Linked DNA regions of Mus musculus: region 2 is linked to region 1. Evidence: chromatin contacts called from public HiChIP or PLAC-seq data. All regions are on one chromosome and are shown on one strand. The core of a region is the stretch at or near the end of the contact, and the rest is flanking DNA. Distances in the headings are between cores, read along the strand shown.

What was found. HiChIP or PLAC-seq counts read pairs in DNA pulled down with a chosen protein or histone mark.
Region 2: a contact with region 1 is called in an H3K4me3 HiChIP or PLAC-seq map of the 230-238 cell line, with 2.4 times the contacts expected there. The contact joins the enhancer-like site here to the promoter of Tars in region 1. A contact is called at or near these places in 2 of 39 promoter capture datasets (the 3T3-L1 cell line and pre-B cells), 14 of 484 Hi-C or Micro-C datasets (CD4 T cells, centroblasts, centrocytes and 7 more), 4 of 115 datasets of contacts at active chromatin or transcription factors (the 230-238 cell line, the NIH/3T3 cell line, embryonic stem cells and 1 more) and 1 of 9 other capture datasets (adipose tissue).

What each region holds. Positions count from the first base shown.
Region 1 is chr15:11,398,265-11,402,855 of GRCm38.p6, reverse strand. Tars (threonyl-tRNA synthetase) reads left to right here and starts at 3,198. Exons shown (of 19, transcript NM_033074.3): 1 at 3,198-3,370. The coding sequence starts at 3,317.
Region 2 is chr15:11,530,403-11,534,599 of GRCm38.p6, reverse strand. No RefSeq gene overlaps it. Among named protein-coding and RNA genes, the nearest start is that of Tars, 130 kb to the right of the region's middle. Within about 2 kb of position 1,454, at least 61 of the 459 cell types and tissues checked have an H3K27ac peak or open chromatin away from gene starts, as enhancers often do. A contact at or near this core is called in the 230-238 cell line, adipose tissue, centroblasts and 3 more, where this site is marked.

The sequences.
Region 1 (4,591 bases), core at 1,949-4,448:
TCTTGTAATGGCGATTGCTCACGGCTCTCCACACAGAAGCAGCAAGGAGAAAGGGTCAAGTAACATATAAAGGCAGACCTATTAGAATAACATCTGACTTCTCATTGGAGACTCTAAAAGCCAGAATGGCCTGGATGGATGTTCTACAAACTCTAGGGAAGCACACGTGCCAGTCCAGACTACTATAGCTACCAATACTTTCAGTCACAGTAGATGCAGACAATAAGAGTTTCCATTATAAAACCAAATTGAAGCAAAAGCTATCATGTTAGGATTTTACTACTGTGAACAGACTCGATGAGCAAGGCAACTCTTATAAGGATTACATTTAATTGGGACTGGCTTATAGGTTCAGAGGCTCAGTCCATTATTATCAAGGTGGGAACATGGTGGCATCCAGGCAGGCATGGTGCAGGAAGAGCTGAGAATTCTACATCTTCATCTGAAGGCTGCTAGCAGAATACTGACTTCCAGGCAGCTAGGATGAGGGTCTTAAAGCCCACACCCACAGTGACACACCTACTCCAACAAGGCAACACCTACTTCACCAAGGCCACACCTCCTAATAGTGCTGCTCCCTGGCCTAAATATAAAATATATAAACCATCACAGCTATCTATAAATCCAGTTCTACAGAAAGTTCTAGAAGGAAGTCTCCAACCTAAAGAGTTAAACACACCCAAGAAAACTCAATGTATAAGTAATCTTAGAACAAAATATCAAAAGAAGGTAGAAAATCAAACAAACAACAAACAGACCAAAACCAAACCACAACAAAACACAGCAACAAAAAACCCCTCACACTATTACAATGAAATAATGGGTATCAACAAACATTGCTCATTATTAATTGAAGAAGATCTCAGAAAATGGAGATATCTCCCATGCTCATGGATTGGCAGAATTAACATAGTAAAAATGGCCATCCTACCAAAGGCAATCTATAGATTCAATGCAATCCCCATCAAAATCCCAATACAATTCTTCAAAGACATGGAAAGAACAATTCTCAATTTCATCTGGAAAGGCAAAAAATCTAGAACAGAGAAATAATTCTTAACAATAAAAGAACCTCTGGAGGAATCAGCATCCCTGACCTCAAGCTTTACTACATAGCAATAGTGATAAAAACTGCATGGTATTGATACAGAGACAAACATGTTGATCAATGGAATAGAATTGAAGACCCAGAAATAAAAAGACATACTACAATCACTTGATCTTTGACAAAGATGCCAAAAATATACAATGGAAAAAAGAAAGCATCTTCAATAAATTTTGCTGGTTTAACTGGCTGTCTGTATGTAGAAGAATAAAAATTGACCCATATTTGTCACCTTGTACAAAGCTCAAGTCCAAGTGGATCAAGGACCTGAACATTAAACCAAATACACTAAATCTAGTAGAAGGGAAAGTGGGAAAGAGCCTTGAACTCATCGGCACAGGGGGAAATTTGCTAAACAGAATTCCAATGGCTCATGCTCTAAGATCAACAATTGATAAATGTGATCTCATAAAACTGGAAAGCTTCGTCCATTGGTTGGGCGCAAATATCTGTACCTGACTTCTTTCAGCTGCTTGTTGGGTCTTTCAGAGTGCAATCATTATTTGTGAGCTCTCCATAGCCTCAATAATGGTGTCAGGCCTTGGGACCTCTCCTAGAGCTGGATCCTATTTTGGGCCTGTCACTGGACCTTCTTTTCCTCAGGCTCCTGTCCATTTCCATCCCTATTATTCTTTCAGACAGGAACAATTATGGGTCAGAGATGTGACTATGGGATGGCAACCCCATCCCTCACTTGTCTTCCTGCTGGAGGTGGACTCTATAAGTTCCCTCTCCCTACTGTCGGGCATTTCATCTAAGGTCCCTCCCTTTGATTCCTGGGAGTCTCTTATACCCACAACAAGGTTGGTGATAGTGATACCTTCAACATTTTTTTTCAGGATTGTTTTAGCCATCGTGATTTTGTGGTGTGTGTGTGTGTGTGTGTGTGTGTGTGTGTATCTAAAACTTAACATTCTACGTTCTGTAAAGAATTGTGTTGGAAGTTTGGTGGCAATTGCTTTGACTTTGTAGATTGCCTGTGGTAGAATGGTAGAATGGCCATTTTTACTGTATTTATCTATGAACATGGGGGGATTTTTATGTTTTCTGAAATTTTCTCAATTTCTTTCTTCATTGTCTTAAAGTTTTTCTTGTACAATCTTTCACTTGTCTTGTTTGAGTTACTCCAAGATAGTTCATGTTTTTTGAGGCCGTTGTGAAATGTATTGTTTCCCTGGACAATATGTTCCTTGGAAATGGGAACCTGCTCCTTGAAGAGTCACCCAGGAGGCATTTGTCACATTCAAGTGGATCTCAGCGAGTTCCAGGACAGCCGGGCTATACATACAGTGAGACCCTGTCTCAATTCTACTCGGCTGGTGTGTGTGTGTGTGTGTAGGTTGGTGGTGGTGTGGACATTGGGTGGACATGGTTGCAAACGCCTGTAATCCTCTAATTTGGGTGGCTATTGCAGAAGGCTCCCAGATTAGCCAGATCTAAATTGCAAGTTCGAGGCTATCCCTGGCTGCACAGTGAAGCAAAGAAAAAACACAGAACAACCCAAAAACTGGCAGCTGCTATTAGGATAAGCAGGCCAACTAGAACTTTCTGCTAAGCATTTTGCTTAAGTAGTAAAAATCTAATCTCGAGCTCCCGTGATATCAATGACTTTTGTGTGGAGTTTATTCCTTCAAGTAAAAAGTTAATTTTATCTCTGTGCCGTCTATGGGAAAACTCCGTGAGACACTGAGAAAGCTTTGATCAATGGCGCTTGTCCCTCAAACAGCAAATCGGTCCTATTCTCATGAGGAAGGCTGAGTCATCGCTTCAGATTATCAGCCAACGTTCCAGGTAGAGCGCATCTGAGATAAACCAGAGCGCCAGAGACCATATCCAGCAATTCCGGGAAACTCAGTCCAAGCAGCTCAAGTTCACTACGGTGGCCGCTAAGGCCATGCAAGCTACAGTCAGAAGGGGAAGAGTGCGCTTGCGCGCCTCACTACACAGTCTGGAACTAATGGGATTTCTTGAAGGGTTCGTCATTCTCGGCTATTCTATTGGCCAAGGAAAGGGAGGACCCGCCTCTCCGCGTAGCCCATTGGCCTCGTGTCCAGGTAGGGCGGGGCCAGGAGTCCCGTTGCATCAGCTGGTTAGCTGGTTCCGCCTGTGGCCACGTGGCGCACGCGCAGTGCGGAATTGTAGGTCTACACCGCCGGCTTGGGGTCTTCTCTGCGGTGCAGCTCACGGGTTTTGTCTCTCTGTGGTCCTTCCATGTCGCAGGAGAAGGCTAGCAGCCCTTCGGGGAAGATGGACGGCGAGAAGCCGGTGAGCAGGCGCCGTGGGGTGCAGAGAGCGGATGTGTTCTGGGAGCCGGCACTGCCCGGCGGGGCAGGAGTGGAAAGTAGCAGGGAGCAGTCGGTATTGGGGGCCCTGGGTAATAAGTTAGGAACTCTTGCTGGCAGGGTCTGGGGGGTGGGGGGGCATCTTCATCCTAGAGATCTGTGAATTGAGACTGAGTGGTTTGCTCAGATAGTAAGCATTTGGGGCTTAGACTCCCGCGCTTGTATTTTTTCACTAAAATAAGCGGGAAGAACATTTGAAGAACTTTTTAAAATCCTAAACTGCGTGGAGCAAAAAGCTCTAGTTAGGAAGGAAAAGCCAGTCCCCGCGATCAGATCCAGTTTGCCCAAGATTGGGTGCTAAATAAGGCTGGATGCCCCCATTGACAGACTGTTTTGAAATTAAAGCCTCTGTCTGCCAGGTGCTGGAAGCGACCTAAATAACTTCACACACATCCCCTTTAAACTTTGCTTTGGGCTGTCACCCACTGGTTAGGAACAGCATTTGTACACTGGCGTGTTTTCTGCCCCACCCCTCTTTTACAGCCAACTGTGCCTGTGTCCCCTGTGTATTTATTTGCCCTGGCACTTAGTCAGGCAGTCCAGGTGGCTACACAAGTTAAGATCGATTCCTGACTTTGGGGGCTCCCCAAATGTGCAGGACTGGAAAATCGTACTTCTCTGATTAGCTTGGTTGAGTTATAGAGAAGCACAGTCAGACTGTTTTATTGGGTTTGGAAAAATGAGGTCAGGTAAATCAGGCAGGGCAGGGCTGTCCAGGTTCAGGGGATGAATTGTGCCCCGGCTGTACAGGGAGAGACGGGAGGGAAGTGCAGCGATTGAGGCTATCAGTATTCTCTACGTGCAGGAGTTTTGTAGGGAGGTGCTATGTATGTATTGTATTGTCAAAAAGTGACATGGCATGGGGGTTTAAGGAACATTGGAAAGGGGTGAGGCCATATGACAGATTGTCTAGGTAACCATTGCTGACGGTTGCTAGGGTCTTCATCAAGAGGAGTTTCCATCCTGATAGGGCAAATCACTAAAATGCTTGTGTATGCGCTTTAAGCTACAGATTTAAGGCGATGAATGACAGGTATACATGGATAGATTTTGTTCCTATTTCCTTATGTTTTTAAGGTGTTTTATGGTTTTATAACTTGGTTACCCCTTTGCCTCCTTCCCTGCTGTCTTTTTTTAAATATTT
Region 2 (4,197 bases), core at 205-2,704, 130 kb before region 1:
TGGGGCAGAGAGTTGTGGCGACTGACCTAGGGGCGGAAGGCCATCATTGTGTGGGGCTGGGGTGGCAGTGAAGGGAACTTGGGAGTTCCGGCAAGACTGTGCTGGGACAGAGTGGTCAGCAGTAGCGCAGGGAGCCTGCCAGTCATTAAAAAAAAAAAAAAAAAAAAATCCCCGAAACACAGGAGAGTCCTCAGAATTTGTGATGGTATTTCCCAGAAACCAATGCAGCTCTGGATTTTACAGTGGTCAAATTTCTTTTCTTTTTAGGGAAACCAAGTCATAGTATTCTACTATCCTGGTTCCCCAATTATTGGTCAAGTATAAAAGGATAAAAATAAAAACAAAACAAAACAGCAAAATTCCCTGATGAGTGATAATAACTGGCTTTGGATAACTTGAGCCTTATATCTAAGCAAGGCAAACTGTACTCCTTTTATTTCTATTCAGAAAAGCATTTGTTGTGTTTACAGCATCTGAAGACACAGACAAATACCATGCATCCACTTCCAGTTTCATTAGAAGTAGCATGGAGATAATAAAAGTATTTACTACTGATTGTCCCTTACATGTGAACATTGTTGTTGTCCACTGAGAAGGAGTGAGGTTAAAAAACTGTTTTCATCTCATAAAATTGTGGTTATTACTTCATATTTTTGTAGAAATAATCACTACCTAAATGCATGGAGTGTTGACAATTTTTGAAATGGGGCCAAATAAATCAAGATCCCAGTCCAAAGCAGGCAGAGCCCAAGTGCAGACCCAGTCCAACACCAAACCAATGATTCAAAATAAACATGGTATCTCCCCAGGGGCCCTTGCAAAGTGAGGTCTCTAGAAGGGGAAGTGGTTTCCCAGTGAAGAAAAGAAAGGATGCCCTTAAAGGGTGACAAAGTTTAGAAACTCAATGGAGAAGCTCGGCTCTTAAAACTATTTCTCTGTTCCAGACTTTTCTTTAAGGACTTCTACTTTCCCAGGAGAGAAAAACAGAGCCATTCTGAGACAATAAATTAGATGTCAAGTGTACACAGAGGTGATACGTCTAGATGTGATCAACGCCGAGACACAAAGTCACTCCATCCCTTTTGGTTCTTGAACTTCAAGTCTGGAAAATGCCTTTAGCTTAGGATGTGAATAGTGGCCTCTCCCCCTTAAAAGTGGAAGCAATCTCATAAAGAATGGAGGTTCTTTGAACCTTGTAAATAAATCAATCCCAGGATAAGCCATCAGAACAACACGATCAATCAAAGCCTACACATGAAATGGGAATTGCAGAGCAGTGCCAAGAGTCTTATCATAATTGCTTCCTGACAGAAAGCACGGATAACAAACTCAGGACAAGGCCACGGAGATGCTGGTGGAGAGCTTGTTTCTTGTTGCTCTAGGTATCAAAATAGGAAGTAAACAGCTCCCAACAGTTCTGAGAATCGCTGGGCGGAAGTGCTGTTTCCTCTCCCCGCACCTGCACAGCTTATGAATCTTTCATCTTCCCAGTACAGCCTTCTGCAAGCTGGCTGAGGCCCTTTCACAAAGACTACTTCTTCTTATCTTCCTGGGACCTAATGCAGATGTACCAACATGCACCCCCTTCCTCCCGATAAGGAAAGGGGGGGACCGCTCCCACTGATTTCCACGCAAAGCAACTTCTATGCAGACAAAGGGAAAGACAAATTCCAGCTCATGGAATACTGTGGGACAGAATGAGCACTGATGCTAGGTCGGTTTCCAGTACCACCCAAGCAGCATCTCGGCATGACTGAACTACTTCATCGGGATCCTCAGCAGTAACCAATAAACAGCTCTGGATCTCATTAGCTGTTCAACCCAGTGTACGGTCCTACCAAAAATAACATGTAAGCTTATTTTACAAGGAGCCTGGATTTGTGTTACCACCTACTGGCGATTTTTAATACGACATCATCACCGGCCTGGCACCTGACATTTACATAAGGCTTTTTTTCATGCCTCTATGCCTGGAGAACGTTAAGGCACCTGGCTGTCCGAGTCCTGCTATGAGCCAAAGAAAGCTCCTGTATTCACTCTATCACCTCTGCTTGGCATAGCATATTCTGGTTCCAGTTCATGAAAAGGTGTTCTGAAAGTTATCCCCAGGCCATCTGATTCCGTTTAACCTGGACATTTTAATTTGAAACACTGATGCTTTAAGATGACAATTACTAACGGGAACAGGCTAACTTGTTCTATTAGGTACAACATTCAACCGTGGTTCATGGTTTGACTATCAGTCTTTCAACATGTACACAATTGTCTTTCAGATAACAGAATGGTTTATAACTAAACATGCTTTAAAATGACAGAAAAAAATCTAGACTTTAAAAGGACATTCAAATACTCTGGGTGTAGGGGTTAACACGAAGAGGATACTTACTGGGTACTGTATCTATTTTTCAATCTTCTTTACTAATCTAGTAAGTCATTCTTTAATTGCAATTTACGAAAGGATCCAATTTTGCTGTAAACTAAATCCATCATGATTTCTCTGTAGGGCTCTTTTTTGACTGAGCCTGGAAGACCATTTACATTACTCTATAGAGAATCATACAATCTGAGTGAACCTGGGATACTGCCACTATAGTGCTGATCACGTAAATACTATGTTTCTGTGGCTTCACAGTGAACTAACCACATCTAGTATTTATTACGTTAAGAAAATCACTTCAGTTAAAGCTTTATTTATGGAGAAAATTTAAGAAAAAATATATGCAGAAAAAAATTCTTGGTATTATGCTTTGCTTGGAGAAATGAAAACATATGCTAAATAAGATTAAGCTTTATAAAAGCTGTGCTTTGACGGAACGAGAGAAGTCATTTGGGCAGAGTATTGACTCTCCCGTACCATCCTATTAAGGATCAATTCTTTTCCACATACTGCATTAACAGGAAAACATAAGAAGCTCTTCTGTAGACACGTCTGTCCTCCTTATGGAGAAAAATAGAACCGAAAATCTGAATAGAAAGAAAGGTCTCTAGCAAGAGCCAGCACTGAGGGCTTGGCCAGTCCAGATGTCTGGCTCAGGACTTCTAACCTACTGTAAGTGAGCAGTGACTTGGGGACACAGCAGGAGGAGAGACATTGCGATTTATAGGCTAGTTACAGGCAAATACTTTGCCAAATCTCCAGGGTTTTTTTTCCCCTCCAACTGTCTTCTGCTCTTTCTTTCCATCAGTAAGTTGAAAGTCGTTTCTGTTACTCAGAACCTAACCAAGAAAATAAAAATGTGGAAACTATACCATACTAATTTTGTAAGTCAGGAAGAAGAGAAGCAAACACTGATTTGTGAAGTAGTCCAGGGATTAATCACATTGAGAAGTGGCCTCTACTCTGCTTTGGGGAATCAAGTCCATAGTTCACTACTAAATATCTAGATGATTCATTCATACTACCCAGTTAGGTAATGGGATTCACAGAGCAAGTGCTATCTATTCATTTTGCATTACCATTACTCCACACCCTATTCTGAAGAATAGTTAGCTGTTCAAAGAGTTGAGTAGAGAATGATCCATGAGGCGAGGTGATAGAATTTATCCTAAATGAATTAAACAACAGTGATCCAGAACCCAGGCTTCCCCGGGAGGACACTACGGCTGTTAAAATCAGTAGTCTCTTTAGGAAGCTTTAATGAACCCAACTGAAGAAATATAAAAAGTGTCATGAGCTTTATATGTATTTATTCATTGTGGTACCCAGGATGAAATCCAGGGCGTTGTACATTGTGGGGCATCCCTCTGCTGCACAGTGACATGCTCAGCCCCAGACAAGGGCTTTTGTTTATTTCTATGAACTCAAAATACAGAGGAAGGGCTTAAACATCTATTCTCCCTACAAGTTCTCCAAAAGTTCAGACCATGGCCACAAGTCCTTTTGAACTTGAGGGGGATAGAATGAATAGCAGTCTCTAAATCAACTATATTGCCCTTCTTCCATTCTTGACTCTACCTTCCAATGTGCTGTAACTAATGTTAATGACCTTGTCTCATTAACTGCCCAATAGGGCCAATCAACCTCACAGCGAGGACTCAATAAGTATGTCATCCATTGAACCTGATAAACCAGAAGTTGCACCACTAAGGCAATTTAACTTCAATGTTAATGTGTGAGTTTGAATCCTAATGGGTTACTCCTTTATGATATCACCCACCAAGGTTTACAACTAGGCTCCAGGGAATCCACGTGGGATT